2 separate regions of the Mus musculus genome follow, and region 2 is linked to region 1. A link is a contact called in public Hi-C data. All regions are on one chromosome and are shown on one strand. The core of a region is the stretch at or near the end of the contact, and the rest is flanking DNA. Distances in the headings are between cores, read along the strand shown.

Evidence for each region. A called contact is a pair of places that touch in the nucleus more often than the background predicts.
Region 2: a Hi-C map of Th1 cells shows a contact between it and region 1, with 5 times the contacts expected there. The contact joins two enhancer-like sites. A contact is called at or near these places in 4 of 39 promoter capture datasets (3T3-L1-derived adipocytes, embryonic stem cells, frontonasal cranial neural crest and 1 more), 1 of 484 Hi-C or Micro-C datasets (Th1 cells) and 1 of 115 datasets of contacts at active chromatin or transcription factors (embryonic stem cells).

Annotation. Positions count from the first base shown.
Region 1 is chr13:52,848,201-52,850,837 of GRCm38.p6, forward strand. All of the region lies in intron 6 of Auh (AU RNA binding protein/enoyl-coenzyme A hydratase), which reads right to left. Among named protein-coding and RNA genes, the nearest start is that of Gm33315, 20 kb to the left of the region's middle. Within about 2 kb of position 1,296, at least 61 of the 459 cell types and tissues checked have an H3K27ac peak or open chromatin away from gene starts, as enhancers often do. A contact at or near this core is called in Th1 cells, where this site is marked.
Region 2 is chr13:53,362,915-53,365,551 of GRCm38.p6, forward strand. The region is part of intron 5 of Sptlc1 (serine palmitoyltransferase, long chain base subunit 1); the gene reads right to left. Among named protein-coding and RNA genes, the nearest start is that of Sptlc1, 13 kb to the right of the region's middle. Within about 2 kb of position 1,322, at least 8 of the 459 cell types and tissues checked have an H3K27ac peak or open chromatin away from gene starts, as enhancers often do. A contact at or near this core is called in Th1 cells, where this site is marked.

The sequences.
Region 1 (2,637 bases), core at 46-2,545:
TTGGGCTCATGCTTTTGCGCTTTGATATTTTGAACTCCTTTGGAGCACACCTGGAGGTTAGCCTAAGGCTGGCGCGTTTCCATTCTGCCCACATCTCACGACCAGCCCCTTAGCTAGGCTGCTGAGTGTATGGGTGGCAGGCCGGAAGACAGGGCAGTACCATCCCTGCCACAGTGCCAGCCCATCCTCTGAGTTCTACACCGCTGGGGGTTGGGGGCTGTGCTTACCCAGGAGCACACCAAGGGGACTGTGCATCTCCCCTGTGACCCAGGCACTCCACTCATTATGGCGCCCACAGGAATACAGGAGCAGATGAGAGAGATGCCTTCACAGATGTGCTTCCTGTAGCAACAGTCACAACAGCCACGCCATGGCCTCAGCACTGGTGCCATCAGCAGAGAAACAGATAAAGAGGGCCTGTGATAGGCATACACTGGGGTGCTATTTGGCCATAAAGAGGAGCGAAATCATGGCATCTGCCACAAGGTGGATGGAGCTAGAGATGTCACCCTAAGGGAAATAAGCTCGACTCAGAAAGACAAACACTGCATGCTGGCCTGCTCACGTGCTCCTCTCATGTGGAAGGGGGGACATGCAGAAGGGACTACCCTACAAGAGGAAGTGGACTACCAGGAAAGAAAGGGGGACAAAAGAGGGAAACAACCAAAGTACACCATACACACACATCCCACACATACACATATACCACACCACACACACACACACTCATACACACACATACCATGCATACACATATACAATATATACACACACATACACATATACCACACACTGAAATACACCACATACACACCAGACACATACCACACACATGCACACACATACACACTCATACACATATATACCACACATACATACTTATATACCACATACATACATACGCACATATACACATACTTATACCACACACATATACACCACATATACATATACCACACACCACACATACACCCCACACATATACCCACACACACCACACATACACATACACTGCACACACACCACATATACACATATACCACACATAATACACACACAACATACACACACTTATACCACACACACAACACACACACACACACAGGCACATACACAGAATATCAACAGAACCCTAATCACGTAGAGTGAATACATGCCACCTGAAAACAGGAACCCGCTCCTCAGTCACTAATCTCCTGTGGGTGATTATGGTGACACAGATCACAGGCCCAGTCACGTGCTCAGTGGTCACGTGAGAGGTGTGCATGAGCTGAGAGGGGCAAAGCCTGGATCCTGGCAGCTCCTCCCTCCACACTGCACCCACCTCAGGCTGTGGAGACTGTCACTACCCTCCCTGACCAGGCTGCTCTTGCTCCTGCTTACAGCCACAGCAATGATGCTCCCGCCATGTGTGAAAGCACTCGTGTGCAGACCCAGCCAGGGTTGGGCTCTACCCGCAGGTGTTCTTCTTTCTGGCCCTGTGTCAGCACCAGCCTGCGGGAGGATGCCGGGCACAGGAACCGGGCCTCCCCACCCAGCTGTCCTACACAGTCTGGCTGACCAGACACGTGAGTGGGCCCAGACAATGGCACTTGCTCATAATAACTGGAACCAGTAACGCATGCTTGTGCGCTATCAAAACCAAACTGTGTAAAGCTTAAGAAGACAAAGGGGGAAACCAGCAAACAAGAGAAAAGCATTGCCAATGGAAACATTCAGACAAGGAACCGATTCCTCACAGTCAGAAATCCTGAAACAGAAACTAGCAGGTTAAAATGGAAAGAGGGCAAAGCCTCAAACAGACGTTAAAATGCCAATCTGGCTAGGGAAGAGAGGTGAGAGGTACATAGACGCCGAACGGCCTAGTCATGTGGCAGACCAGCATCTACCTAAGGTCGGGGAAGGAGGCTAGCAGGATCTCCACAACCCCTTGGAACTCCTACCCTTCAGAGTTCAGGCTAGTCCAGTCTTGGGGACGTGCTATGTGACACACTGTGACACAGTACGCAAAGCTTTCTCCCGTGACATTATTTGAACTGCAAAGAAAGGAAAACAAAGTCCATGTGTACCTACACAGGGTGGGGTACACGGATGCTGCAATGGAGGAGAAAGCAAGGGTGATGTTCCTGCAGCTGTGAAAATAATTGTGCGGGAGACTCACACAGACCACTGTCACAGACCAGATTCTGCCACACTGCTCAGGTGGAGGGACAAAACTCTGAAGTGTTCCCTAAATTGTGTCTACCATTTCACAGGCAGTGCATCAAAGTTCCAGATGCCCCACGCCAACAGCAGTGCCCAGCCCTGACTGCAGATGGCAGCACCTAAGTCTGCCCAGCCATCGCTCTGACCATGGCATCTGCATGCGAGTCTATACGCCCGTGACTGCAGAGACTCAGTACCTCCTCATGCCCTTATCTGCCGCCCTCCACTTAGGGAGATGTGCTCCAATCTCCTGGCTCTTTCTTCAACCAGTTGTATTTCCCTCCTAGTGAGTTTCAAGGGTCCTTTGCATATTGCAGGCACAAGGTCCGCCATCAGTCAGGCCCCTGTAGTGTACACATCCACCCCACCCTTGACCCAACTCCACCCTAACAGTATCTTCTGACAGCAGAGGTTTTTCCACTTAGATGGATC
Region 2 (2,637 bases), core at 72-2,571, 510 kb after region 1:
TGGAGTACAACTCAAAAGCTACATTTTATAACTTCAATCTGCAGAGATGAGGCCAGTCCTAGGAGGTCTGTGCTCCACACTCCCTAAAGCCATCGATGCTTTGAGACCCTCCAGTCCTTTGTCAAACCTCACCAGAGCCTGAGAAAGGAGGCCTGATCACTGAGATATCCCAGATCTCAGGCTGCAGCACCCATCATTCTAGGTTCAGGCTGGGCACCCATCATTGGGTGTACAGCCACACAAGTCTGAATCTTTTCCATGCCTCGCATATCTCCTCTGACAAGCATGTAACAGCCACATCTTCCTCAAAGGGCCACTGGGAGGGCACACAAGTTAATGTCAATAAACACTCAGAACAGTACCCAGCTCTGAAAGACTGTTCAATAAACTAATATCTAGGAGAAAAGGTTTTACCTCAAAAAAAAAGAAAAGTCCGGTTATCCCTTATCTTTTAATGAAGTTATGTGAATTCATAGTAGTTAACACTTATTTTCTGTAGGCCGCTTGTCTGGCTTCATTTACAATGAAGAAACAGCATGCCCTGTCGGTTGGTTTCCAAAGGAAAGCCTAGGAAACAACTAACTTCACAATAGTTCAAATTCAACTTATGACATTTTCTATTGAGAACTTTCTATGTTTATATAAATACTATTCTTTTCTTTTTGTGGTTGGAAGTGGTGGTTTGAGACAGGGTTATTCTGTGTAGCCTGGCTATCCTGTAGACCAGGCTGGCCCAGAACTCAGAGATCCTCCTGCCCCTGCCTCTGTACCACTGGCATTAAAGACATGTGCCACCATGACCCAGTTGGGTGGCGCACACCTTTACTCCCAGCACTCGGGAGTCAGAGGCAGGCCTGAGTTAGAGGCCAGCCTGGTTTACAAAGTGAGTTCCAGGACAGCCAGAGCTATACAGAGAAACCCTGTCTTGAAAAACCAAAACCAAAACCAAAACCAAAACCAAAACCAAACAAACAACAACAAAAAAATCTATTCTAAAAAAACCAAAAAAATTCCCTCGCCACTGAGATGGCTTAGCAGGTAAAGGCACTTACTACCAGGCTTGATGATCTGAATTTGGTTTCCAGAACCTACCTACATGGTGAAGGGGCAGAACTAATTCCTGCAAACTGGCTTCTACCCTCCATAGGAGCTGTGGCATACGCCCTTCCCACACATAAGCAAATAAGTGGAAATTTGGAACTCCTGAGATATAGGAGCCATTAGCTTGGCTACCTGGGAGGCTGAGGTAGGAAGATCCCAAGTCAAGGCCATCCTGGACAACTTAGTAAGAACCTGACTCAAAACAAACAGACACATGCACACACTTACTTTTTCCTAAAAGTAAAACCAACAGTACTTATGTATGTCATGATGAATGCTTGGATCCTGTGACTCTTACTGAAATGCTCTGAGCAGCAGCTATGTGCCAGAGGTGCTACCCTCACCTAAAAATCATAATCTTAAGACCAGAAGAAAAGCAGCGGTTGATCTAGGAGTCTGAAGAACACGAGTTCTTGGCTCTCAGCGGCAGCCCAGATGACTACTCTCACAAAGAGCAGGCATTTTGAAGACCACCACAGGAGGTTCACTGCTATACAGTGACATCTTTAGACTCAGAGTAGACCCAGAAGCCAGGGAGGATCACCTGCATTAGACCACTCCCAAGGCAGCAGAGGGCGGCACAGGAGGCAAACAGGGAAACGCTAGAACCAACAGGCACCATCACACCCTCCTGAACACACAGGTCTAGGCACCCTGGAGGGAGAAGCTCTCGGCCCAAACCACACAGACGTATGTGGGAGGCATCATGACTCTGTAGCGGCGTTTAAACCACATTAACAACACATAGCAGCAGTACAATGAGTAGATTTGCTGTATGGCGTCTACACATGACATGCATGTTGTGTGCTGACCATTGTAAGAACTCAATGTTCAGTTCTCTCAGTCAGGCTTCTGGGAGAAGGGCCACATTACCCACATTTTACATAAACTTTTCCTCGGTCATTGGTCATTGCTCTACAGCCTTTCTGTTGCAGAAAATGGGCAAAAAGAATTAAAAACAAAACAAAACACTTATTTTTCATGCATGCGTGCGTACACGTGTGCATGTGTCAGGATCTGATGTAAGAGAGTGAGTTCTCTCTTCCCTTTCCTGCTGAGCCATCTCACAGGCCTGGGAGGATGCTTTAACAAGGAGAGTTAGTTACTTCCCTATAAGGGGTTTATGTTCATTGTCTACAAGGTAAGAGAAGACCTAAAAGAGGGAGTGAACTTTGAAAACAGATGTTTAAATGTACACAAAGGAGGGAAGGTCAAATTAAAGGCAACCTTTGTGGTTAGGGAAAGAAATGCTAAGTTCTGAGCTACAGAGTTCAAGCAAACCTAACAAGTACAAAGAAGAGGGTCCTTACATGAGCCTGCAGCCCTGCTCAAATGAGCCTTCAGTCATAGACAGAGGGAGTGACTGATCTATAAAGTCCTCTCCAAGGATCTCTAAAACTTTATATTCACTATATGCCTCTGGTGGCCATTTAAACTTACAATATACTCATTTGTGGAGCTGGGGTACAGCTCAGAGGACAAGTGTATGCCCAGAACACACAGGCTGTGTGTGGCTTTACCCTAGAGTCACAAAAA